Regions from separate parts of the Sus scrofa genome. Here all the other regions are linked to region 1. The links are chromatin contacts, called in public HiChIP or PLAC-seq maps. All regions are on one chromosome and are shown on one strand. The core of a region is the stretch at or near the end of the contact, and the rest is flanking DNA. Distances in the headings are between cores, read along the strand shown.

Region 1 (4,139 bases), core at 1,623-4,122:
AATTATGCAAAAGTTGCTCATGGATAAAATATTGCCTGAGTTGTAATAGAAAAATTAGAATGAAAATATAAAGTGAGGAGTTCCCGTCGTGGCACAGTGGTTAACGAATCCGACTAGGAACCATGAGGCTGCGGGTTCAGTCCCTGCCCTTGCTCAGTGGGTTAACGATCCAGCGTTGCCGTGAGCTGTGGTGTAGGTTGCAGACCAGCTCGGATCTCGCGTTGCTGTGGCTCTGGCATAGGCCTGTGGCTACAGCTCCGATTCGACCCCTAGCCTGGGAACCTCCATATGCCTTGGGAGTGGCCCAAAGAAACAGCAAAAAGACAAAAAAAAAAAAAAAAATTAAAAAAAAAAAAAAATAAAGTGACACTAATAATGACAACTACTTATGTGAAGCACTGAAATAGGCAGTAGCTGTCTTAGCATGGGATATACCTTCAAAGAGCTTATAATCAAGGGGAATTGAGTTAAAATCTACCACTTACAGATATATCCTGTAAAAACTAAGTTGTCTTCATATCCAATGTCAATGGAATAAAGTGAAAGAACATGCCCAAATAGCAGTAGCAATTCTTACCTCAAAGTGAACAAAAAGAAAGAAAATGTGGAGTTCATGAGGTGATCATTATAAAGTCATTTCAATTCATTCTTAATAGAGCGTCCCATCTGCATTTTGGTCCAAGTTTTTCCCCAAACCCCTTCCCCACAAAGATTCCTCACAGTATCTAGATCAGCACTGTCCAATAGAAATATAATGCCAGCCACACATGTAACAAATTTTTATAGTAGCCACTTAGAAAGTAAAAAGTGGGGAGTTCCTATCGTGGCTCAGCAGTTAGCAAACCCAACTAGCATCCATGAGGACCAGGGTCCAATCCCTGGCCTCACTCAGTGGATAAAGGACCTAGCGTTTGCAGTGAGCTGTGGTGTAGGTCACAGACGAGGCTCAGATACCAAGTCACTGTGGCTGTGGCGTAGGCTGGCGGCTACAACTCCAACTGGACCCCTAGTCTGGGAACCTTCACATACTACAGGTGCAGCCCTAAAAGACAAAAAAGATCAAAAAAAAAAAAAAGAAGTGGAATTAATGCTAATAACATTTTACTTAATATATTCAAAAATGTTATTATCAGGTCAGTACGTAGTGAAAACAAAGTTATTAGTGAGACATTTTACATTTTTTTCTTACTAAGTCCTTGAAATTCAGTGTATATTTTACACTAACATCTCAATTCAGACTAGCCACATTTCAACTACTCATTTTTTGTCAATATTTTCCAGAGTTAAAGTAATTCACAAATAGTAATCAATCTTTTCAGCACTATAATTGCAGAGTATATATTTAAGGGATATAGTGCTCTCCAAGCTTTGTCAATATCCCCCAGGAGAAAGTAAAATAACATCATTACCATTGAGGATGAAGCATAACAAAAAAGTGTATCTTAACTGTCAAAGGCAGAAAACAGCAGTGGAAATGACTGAAGTACTGTGTCCATATCCTGGCATCCTGTTCTGCTGCTTTGTCCCCTGGACCATTTAAGATGTGGTTTGGAGTTCCGTTGTGGCTCAGTAGGTTAAGGATACAGTGTCATCACTGCAGCAGCCCAGGGGGCTGCTGAGGCGTGGGTTTGATCCCTGACCCAGGGAACTTCCACATGCCATGGGTGCTGCCAAAAAAAAAAAAAAAAAAAAAAAAAAAAAGCAAGCAAGCAAGCTAGCTGTGTGGCTAGTGGGAGGGCAAGTAAGAACTAACATAGAAATGCAAGTTCTGAAATGTTGTGAAAACATGACCATGCCTCTAAAATCTGTGATGAACCTCAAACTATCATAAAGTTCCCAGGAGAGTGTACCAGAAAGTTAGCTGTGGATACAATTCTCAAGTCCCAATTTACATCTTAAGGTAGCATAGAAGCAATTCAAATTTCTATTTCGTAAAAGATGAAAGCATACCACGAACATTGCAATTTCAAAAATTTTGGAAACATTATCTGCTGAGATACTGTGAAAACCCTAAACAAATCCTTTGTGTTAGCCAAAAACGTGTAGTCAATAATAAATGATTTTTAAAAACGGACCCCAGATGAGACTGTCTGAAGAGAACACAGAAAAAAAAGGCAATGAGGAATGTCTTTTGAAACTTACTTCTCATATTAACATCTATAGGGTTTATACTCGCAGCGTGAACTTTGATAACGACTTCATTTGGATAGTGTATCATTGGTAGCATCATGTTCTGAGTAAATCGAAGCACTTCATTATTCCCATATTTATCTATCACCCAGGCGGGCATGACAGTGCTCCTTGGAGAGGTAGTAGTAATCTTTCTAACCAAAGGTTTCTCTACAATTTGGTTTCTCCAGAAGCAAAGAGCAGTGCATGCATTTCTTCTAAGTACACAGATCTTCAGAAATCCCATCGTAAAAAGAGGCTGAACTGCGTGCCCTAATTAAAAGGCATCTAGATCTAATCCTCACACCTGAATTCGGTCAAATTCTGACAAATACTCTGGCCGGTTTCAAAGATGAAAATTCAAAAATGCAGAGAGACTAATTGAGCGACCGAAGATAGTGTGCTCTTCGAATCCGGAAAGCTCCAATTAACGTCCCAGTCACTATTCTGTCCATTCTCCTCACACCCCCGCCCCTAAAACAAAACCCACAGAACCCTGTCCTGTCCCGGGAACCCTCGGTGAGACGAGCCGACTCCGCTCGCGATCCAGACGCCACAGAGAATCAGATGCTGCCAGTTCACCGCCGCGACCCCAGCCCGGAGTCTCCTTGCCACCCGCTCTCCTTCCCCGCGGAACTCGATCAGCGGCGCCAGCCAATCGTGTCCAAAGATCATTTTCCTCGGACTGCAAATCAGCCAATCTGAGTACTCGGTGCTGACAGGTTCCATGACGACCAAAGATGGCTGCGCCCATGTAAGCCGGCAGCAACCGCTGACCTTTGGTTTTTTCCCTGTCACCTGGCCCCTGTGGTGGCAGGCGGGGTACGACGACCATGCTGGGCCGGACCCTCCGAGAAGTGAGTGGAATTGTCTGCTGAGGGCCCAGGGAGGTCGGGAAGGTTCGCGGAGTCTTTGTTCGCTGGGACGCGGGGTGTCCCGGCCTTGCCCGCCTCCTTCCTTGGAACTGGGTGGGGGATTCCGAGTTCTAGGTTCTTAGTCTAGTCCACATACCTGTTCCGAAGTTAGGGTCTCAGCGGGGGATGCTTCTGCACCGAGGCGCTGTGGGGTGGAAATGCACACTGGCTTCTCTGGATTATTCGTTTGCTGTGGCTGGGTCGGGCCCCGGAAGGTCTCTTAGCGTGGGCTCTGTCAGATAAAGGGACTTTGGCTGGTCCTTATCTGGTTTGTCCCCTACACTCTTATCTGATGCAGTCCTCAGTAAGGACCCCGCAAATCTGTCCCTTGGAAAAGCCAAACTAGTGATCCTGACTTTTTTCCCCCGTTGATATATTCATTATCTAGGTTTCAACCACCACCAAGATACCAATGATTCTTTTACTCCTGTCTCCATTTTCTGGATATCACATTTCAACTCCAGGCTGCTTTTATGAATGTCTTCTGGACAGCTCCTCCACATGTCCCACAAGCACCTCAAACACAGTTTAACCAAAGTTGACTTCATTGTTGAAATAGAACCACGTCCATCATAAAAAACAAAACAAAAACCTAATTTCTGAATTCTTAATAGTCTCTTTTTAACGGCACAACTGTTATCACAGTGGCCTTTAAATTCTTTTTCATCGGAATATCCAATGAATCACTAAACCCTGTTATTTCTTTTTTGAATGAAGTTTGTAATCTGTTCTCTCTCTCTCTTGCTGCTGTTAGGGCTCTAAATCAGATCTCCTTGCTTTCTGGCTCAGATCTCTCGAGCCGGGGAGCTGTCTGCAGGCCTACTGCTATCAGAATCACCTCCCATCCCTCTTTAAAACTACAGCTGTGTCCCACGCAGGCAAGTCAGTATGATAAGGCGCAGGTTAAAATGGTTTAACCTGGGCTCCAGATGATTCTGCTGATCAGTAGCAATTGAGGACCCCCTCTACCTCTACCTTCTATCTTCCATGTGTATCTTCACCTGGGGAGTCTTTTTTTTCCAAACTGGAAGCCTTTTAGAAAGGTATAAATTATGA
Region 2 (3,809 bases), core at 298-2,797, 320 kb after region 1:
CTAAAATGATAAATTCTATTCTATGGAACAGGAGGTTTTTTTGACATTTTTAGCACTTAACAAAATTGATATGAAATCTAAGATACTCTATGCTTTATAGCAGAAATGGTGGCTGGAATAATTAAGTGATGTGTTTAAATTCTATTCTACAATTTGGTGCTATTATTTATGTTCACAGTACTCCTCCCCCTTATTCCGTGCCGTCCTTAAATGCATTAAATTCTATACATTTAATATTTTGATCTATCCTGGGTTTCTTTAGCTAAGCTTTGTTCCACACACAGGAACTCTAGCCTGCTCCAACCGAGATAGCAGAGAAGGTTAAAAAGTGAATGAGCCTTTCAATCTAGTCCCTGGGCTAGAGCTTGTTGAATCAGCTGGAAGAAGTCCAGCTTGACTCTCTGTGGGGACATGCTGCCCCCTGCTGGCGATAAGAACTCCTCCGCTCTCAAGAGTCAAAAAATAAAATAAACCCCTCCTTTGTGCCTACTATAAAAGCCTTGGATTTTTGAAGTCTTGTAAAGCTAGTAAACCACAATGAGCTTCCTTGACTATTAGTTCCTTTTTACCCTCTAAAGACTCTCAAAGAAATTCTCTCAGGTCTTGAGCTGCAACCAAACTAGAAAACAAATGTAAAGTGTAGGAGATGTATTATTTTCAAATGCAAATTTAGTAGGATGATGCCTACCTCTAAGCATCCCGGGGATTTTTTTCTTAAGGAAATGAAACAAAAGGAATTGGCTTTGGCCAGCTTAAATTCTTTGGTTAGAATTTAAATTCCACTGTGTTCATAAGGAGGTGAGAAAGCCAGCCTTCATCCATGCTGATGGGATTATGGAAAAGAATTTGACATCTTATCAATAGTAAAAATACATGTCCCCTTAGACCTCACAGTTCTAATTTTAGGAACTTAGCCTACAGATATACTTGCAGAAAGACAAAAGGGAATAAGTTCAAGAGTATTTTTCAGCACTGCTTCTAACAGTAAAGGATTGGAAATCACCTAATTATCCACAGATAAAGCCTCAACTAAAGAAATGGTGGCATATCCATATCACTAAATATTATAAATCATTGAAAAACATACATAATATGTACTACAAAGAAAAATCTCCAAATAAGTGGAAAAAAAGTAAGGTACAAAACAGTGTATGCACTACCATATTGTCTGTGTTTATTTATTTTATTTTTATTTTTTTGTCTTTCTGCCATTTCTTGGGCTGCACCAGGGGCATATGGAGGTTCCCAGGCTAGGGGTCGAGTCAGAGCTGTAGCCACCGGCCTATGCCAGAGCCACAGCAACACGGGATCCGAGCCGTGTCTGCAACCTACACCACAGCTCATGGCAACGTGGTATCCTTAACCCACTGAGCAAGGTCAGGGATTGAACCCGCAACCTCATGGTTCCTAGTCAGATTCTTAACCACTGAGCCATGAGGGGAACTGATTGAACCCGCAACCTCATGGTTCCTAGTCAGATTCTTAACCACTGAGCCATGAGGGGAACTCTGTATTATTTGTGTTTAAAAAAAAGAAAAAAGAAATGAACGCTGCCGGGATTGGGCACCAGTGGCCCTCATTTGCATGGAAGATCGGGATTAGCTTGCCTCTTGGGTGGCCCAGGCGGTGTTCATTCTTTGCCATGCGGTCCGGGGGCTGTTTTCCGCAGTTTGGGTGCCTTGTCCGCAGCTGGGGCCTTAGGATTGGCCTCCTACGGAGTGCACAGAGCCCAGTTTCTGGATGCCTACGGGAAAAGCTCTTTGACAAGGCCAACAAACACCACTTCTTACACAGCCTGGCCCTGTTAGGGGTGCCCCTGTGCAGAAAACCCCTCTGGGCTGGGTTACTGCTAGCTTCTGGAACCACCTTATTCTGCACCAGCTTTTACTACCAGTCTCTTAGCGGAGACCACAGCATCCGGACTTTGGCCCCTGTAAGAGGGAGCCTGCCAATTTGGGGCTGGCTTGCCTTGGCTCTTTGAGCTTCCTTGTGTTGAATTTCTGGGTGCTTTTTCAAGAAATGGAACAGGGAGGGCATTAAAAGAGAAAGGCAAATTAAAAAAAAAAAAAAAAAAAAAAAGATGGAGTTCCTGTTGTGGCTCAGTGGGTTAAGAACCCTACAAGTATCCATGAGGATGTGGGCTGGAATCACTCAGTGGGTTAAGGATCGGGTGTTGCTACAACCTGAGGTGTAGTCATAGACCAGATTCAGATCCCACATTGCCATGGCTGTGGCATAGGCCTGCAGATGCAGCTCTGATTCAACTCCTAGCCTGGGAACCTGCATATGCCTTAGGTGTGGCCTTAAAAAGCAAAAATAAAATAAAATAAGAAAAAGTGATTATTTCCAAAGGGATAGTGAGAAATTGAGAACTGTACTTGCCACTGAGGAAGGGAACTGGCTGGCCAGGGCATAGAAGTAAGACCCTTTTTTCATTACATACTGGTTAATACTCTTTGAATTTGGTGCATTATTCATTCACAAATAAATAATCATTTAAATAAAATAATGTTAATACAGTCTGGGGGGAGTTCCCATCGTGGCACAGCAGAAACGAATCCAACTAGGAGCCATGAGGTTATGGGTTTGATCCCTGGCCTCGCTCAGTGGGTTAAGGATCCTGCACTACCATGTGAGTTGTGGTGTAGGTTGCAGACACAGCTTGGATCCCACGTTGCTCTGGCTGTGGTGTAGGCTGGCATCTATAGCTCTGATTTGACCCCTAGCCTGGGAACCTCCCATATGCCTCGGGTGAGGCCCTAAAAAGATAAAGGACAAAAACATATATAAATATATATATACAATCTGTGGCTGGCTCCCATAAAGCAAACATGTGGAAAACTTTTTCCAGCCCCTGGGGGCTCAGAATTTCATCCCCCTTCCCTCAGGAACCCTCCGTCCATAGTTCATTGGTTTCTGATCAGAAATTACAGCATTGCCTCAGTTCATTCATCCTACAACAACTATGAGACCAATCCTCTTAAGTCCAGACGGCACATGCAAAAAAGCTTTCTGGAGAAATGAAGAAAAATGAAGAACAGAGCTGTAGGAAAAATAAGGAAAAATTCACTTGGAACTTTGTCCTCTCTGTGGTGCCACATTTCGCTTCCTCATTTTGTCCTCTGTGTGGTGCCTTGAGCTGCCCAGGCTGTGGAGGAAAAGAAGAGCTTGGGGTTGGGCCATTTGCCTCAGAGGAAGGCCTGAGCTGGGTGAGCTCATTCCCTTTAAGGGATATTTTTAAGATTCCCCTTCCACTCCTGGGCAGGAGGTTGGGTAGAAACCGAACGGGGTAACTCCTAGGGTGAATGAAACTCTACTTCCTCCTCACAGAGGAAGAATCTCCAGGCCACAAGAGTGCTACATCATTTGCCATTTGCATGTGGACACTAAATGATCCTTTGCTTGGAAATAAGGAAATTAGAAGAGTGGTAAAGTATGTGTATTTTTCATGCTGACACAGGAGGGAAGGGGCAGGGCACAACCTTCAAGAGAATGACATCGCGCACTGTTTGTAAATGACGTGATTCATAGAAAATCCTAAAGTGCTACCAGAAAACAATGGGAGCTCATCAAAAAATTCAGTAAAGTTGCAGAATAGAAAATTAATACACAGATATCTCTTACATTCCTAACACTAACAATGAAAGGTCAGAAAGAGATTAAGGAAACAATCCCATTTACCATCTCATCAAAAAGAATAAAATACCCAGGAATAAACCTACCTAGAGAGGTAAAAGGGAGTTCCCTTATGGCTCAGTGGTAACAAACCTGACCAGTATCCATGAGGACTCAGATTCAATCCCTGGCCC
Region 3 (3,646 bases), core at 553-3,052, 350 kb after region 1:
TATAAACTGAATTGATATAATACATGAAGTTCTATTACTTCAGCACTTGATATAATTTGTAACTGCCTTTTCTTATTGCACAAATGCAATCAAGCAGCCTCTGCGGGAAGCAGCGAAATGAAAGCAGATGCAATGCAGACCTGGTATATAGGACAGGAAAAGGAAGGCGGATGCTCTGAAAACAAGAAAAAGAAACACATAATTTAACAGAGCATGTATCCCTATAAGTAATAATGTGAACATGTATGAATCCTCTTGAAACAGACTGTCCCTTGGAAGCTCTTCCTTTAATTTCTGGCTCATCTTTTCACACCATGAAAAGGCAGTATTTTCAGAGTTGGGTTTTGTTTGTTTTGTTTTGTTATCTAATCACCCACTGACTGACTGGTAAGGTGATCTCTTAGTTCTTGAAAATATGTTCTGAACTTCCCTTTTATTGTCAGAAAATTCTGGTGGGTGTGTGCATTTTTCTGGAGACAATATCTATAACTCAAAGATGTTCACAGAGGTTGGTGATCACAGAAAAATCCAAGGCCCACAGCATTAAAATAAGCTCTTGTGCCAAAAATAAACCCATGCACCAATGGTCAACTAATCTATGACAAAGGAAGCAAGAATATACAATGGAGAAAAAGTCTCTTCACTGAGTGGTGCTGGGAAGATTGGACAACTACATGTAAAATAATGAAATTAGAACATTTTCTAAGACCACATACAAAAATACACTCAAAATGGATTAAAGCCCTAAATGTAAGACCAGATACCATAAAATTCCTAGAAGAAAACATGGGCAGAACACTCTTCAACATAAATCATAGCAAAAATTTTTTGGATCCTTCTCTGAAACAAAGGAAATTAAAAGCAAAAATAAACAAAAAGGATCCAATTAAACTGAAAAGCTTTTTCACAGCAAAGGAAACCATCAACAAAATGAAAAGACAACCTACCAAATGGGAGAAAAAAATTGCAAATGATGACTGCTAAGGGGTTAATATCCAGCTGACATAAACAGCTCACCAAACTCGACAACACAAAAACGAAAACAAAAACCAAGCACTAACCAGATTAAAAATTAGACAGAACTGAATAGAAATTTTTAAAAGAGGAAATAAAGATACAAACAGGCACAAGAAAAGATCCTCATCATCGCTAATCATCAGGGAAATGCAAATCAAAACCACAGTGAGATATCACCTCAGACCTCTCAGAAGGGCTATCAGCAAAAAGACCACAAAAAAATGTTGGTGAGGCGGGGGAGGGGTTGGTCGGGAAGCTGGACAGAGAAAGACAAATACTCGATGTTATCACTTATATGTGGAATCTAAAAAAATACAACTAGTGAATATAACGAAAAAGAAACAGACGCTCAGCTATAGCCAAAAAACTAGTAGCTACCTTTGGGGAGAGAGAAGGGGCGGGGCATTCTAAGGGTAGGGGATTAAGAGGCACAAAAAATAAGCTACAAAGATAATATTGTTCAATATGGAGAATATAGCAAATATTTTATAATAACTCTGAGGAGTACCACCTTTAAAAATTACAAATCTCTATATTATACACCTGTAACTTATATAATGTTATACATCAACTATCTTAAATGAAAAATAAGTCAACTAATTTAAAAAAATAAAGCTCTCTTCAACCATGTGTAACCACCAGGCTCAGGCTTCCGGCTCGGCTCAGAGACGTGTCTGTCCTCGGGGCTGCCCTCCCGGCCCAGTCCGCCCGGCCGCGTCTTCCAGCAGAGGTCGCTGCGCCGCCGACGCCGCGCCCGAGTGCCCCGCCCAGCCCGCTCTCACTGCGCCGGCGCCGACGGAAGGGGCGGGGCGAGGCCAGGGAGGGGCCTGGAGGCCGGCGGTCTCGGCCTCGGTGGGAGACCGGGTGGGAGGAGCGGCGGTGACGTGCAGGTAACTGCGCCCCGGCCGGGCGTGCAGTGCCCCCGGCCCGCGCCCCCTTCTGTTGCTTCACCGCGCGCACGTGGCAAATACGGGCGTGGCGTTCTCCTGTCCTCTCCCTGCGGTGTCAGGTCTCCGCGTGAGTCTCTCGCGTCCTATCCTGGCCAGGTCGGGCCGCTCCGGGGGCTGCAGGGTCCGTGGGAACCCGGTGGGCAGAGGCGATCTGCCCCGGGCCCGGCAGCACCTGCTTGCTGCAGACACAGACCGTGAGCTCGAGGACTCTGGTGTCCTGTTTCCCTTGACCTTGAGGACCTGGGAAGGTGCGCAGCCCGAGGGGTGTAGGGAGGGAGCAAGGGGAACCCGACCTTGTCTCAGCATTTCGTCACTCTCCGAGGTCTCTAGGAGAAGACAGGATTTTTAGTTGCAGTTGACCTAAAAGCAGTTAGATCAGGTTCGCCACACAGAGTAGTTAGGCTTAAGAACGTGGAGAGATTCCACATGTCCCGCAGGTCACGGACAGCGTTGCCTTCGCACTCCACTCATTACTTTTTTTTTTTTTTTTAAACAGCCTTCGTTTATTTCACAGATTTTATATCTGTCTTGAAGATCTCGAAACCTCGTTCAGGTTTCCTGCCACGATCATCCATCCCCTTTTAGGTTCACGCTGCCACCAAAGAAATCTTTTAAAAGGCACTCCTATGGGATCACTTCTCTACTTAAAATCTTTCTAGAACTCTCATGCTTTCTGGGTCAAGTCCACACTTTGATCTGGAAGCCCCTTGGAGATGTAGCCTCTTGCCCTTCAACCCAGGCCCATCTTTGTTCTTCATCCCAGTGCACTGGTTCTTCTGGTGTACTTTGATTTCACAGTATTTAATGAAGCATTTACCACGTGCCCAGCACTGTTCTGGGCACTTGGGATTGACACAGGCAAACAGGTTATATTCTAGTAGAAGAGACATCAAAAAACAAAACTCCCATAAAGTGTATAATATGATAGCAGGTAGTAAGTGCTGTGGTGAGAGAAAGTAGAACAGAGTAAGGGGAAATTGGGAGGGCAAGATGCCTGTTAAATGGAGTTAGAATGAGTAGACTTTATGGAGGTGAAGATGAGTTATCCACAGGTAGCTGGGCTAACAGTGTTCTCTCGAAGTTGGAACAAAGAATCCCCAGAAGTGTACCTGTTGTTTTGAGGATCATTGGGAAGGAGCTGTGTGAGCAAGAGAGGCAGGAGGTGATGAGGGGCCAGATTGCACAGGGCCTGTAGGCCAAGGTAGGGATTTTGCTTTTCCAAGTGTTTTTTTAGGGTTTTGAGGGAAGGAATGGCATACTATAAATTAAAAGACTCACTTTGACTGTTCTATGGAGAATAGACTGCAGGGGGCCTTTTAGTAATGCTGGTGATAGATGAGGGCCTGAATCTGGTAGCAGTGGAAATGGTGACAAGTGATGGGATAATGGCCATGTTTTGGAGATAAGCTAACATCATTTCCTAATATAATGGATCTGGGTGGAAAGAGAAGAGTCAAGAGTGACCGGAAGCTTTTGCCCTCGGGAACTAGGAAGGTAGAGTTACAATTAACTGAGATGGGGAAGGCTGCAGGTAGAGCAGGTTTGGGTTGGGATGTATCAGGAGTTTGTTTTTGGACAAATTAAGTTTGAGGTGCCTGTTATGCACTCAGATGGAGATGTTGAATAGCCACTTGGATATTGTATCCGTGTCTCCAAGACTGCCCCTTGGTTCATTGATT

The links. HiChIP or PLAC-seq counts read pairs in DNA pulled down with a chosen protein or histone mark.
Region 2: a contact with region 1 is called in an H3K27ac HiChIP or PLAC-seq map of alveolar macrophages. The contact joins the promoter of LOC100521350 here to the promoter of QRSL1 in region 1. A contact is called at or near these places in 2 of 5 promoter capture datasets (fetal liver and liver), 8 of 47 Hi-C or Micro-C datasets (blood, embryonic fibroblasts, fetal heart ventricle and 3 more) and 1 of 2 datasets of contacts at active chromatin or transcription factors (alveolar macrophages).
Region 3: an H3K27ac HiChIP or PLAC-seq map of alveolar macrophages shows a contact between it and region 1. The contact joins the promoter of C1H6orf203 here to the promoter of QRSL1 in region 1. A contact is called at or near these places in 4 of 47 Hi-C or Micro-C datasets (heart right ventricle, liver and skeletal muscle) and 1 of 2 datasets of contacts at active chromatin or transcription factors (alveolar macrophages).

What each region holds. Positions count from the first base shown.
Region 1 is chr1:72,812,729-72,816,867 of Sscrofa11.1, forward strand. QRSL1 (glutamyl-tRNA(Gln) amidotransferase subunit A, mitochondrial) reads left to right here and starts at 2,873. Exons shown (of 12, transcript XM_005659343.3): 1 at 2,873-3,026. The coding sequence starts at 3,003. RTN4IP1 (reticulon-4-interacting protein 1, mitochondrial) reads right to left here and starts at 2,810. Exons shown (of 11, transcript XR_002343682.1): 1 at 2,143-2,810.
Region 2 is chr1:73,129,219-73,133,027 of Sscrofa11.1, forward strand. It overlaps LOC100521350 (transmembrane protein 256-like), which reads left to right and starts at 1,548. Exons shown (of 2, transcript XM_021084607.1): 1 at 1,548-1,752; 2 at 1,755-2,058. The coding sequence starts at 1,548. The coding sequence ends at 1,981.
Region 3 is chr1:73,160,528-73,164,173 of Sscrofa11.1, forward strand. It overlaps C1H6orf203, which reads left to right and starts at 1,803. Exons shown (of 4, transcript XM_021090591.1): 1 at 1,803-1,907.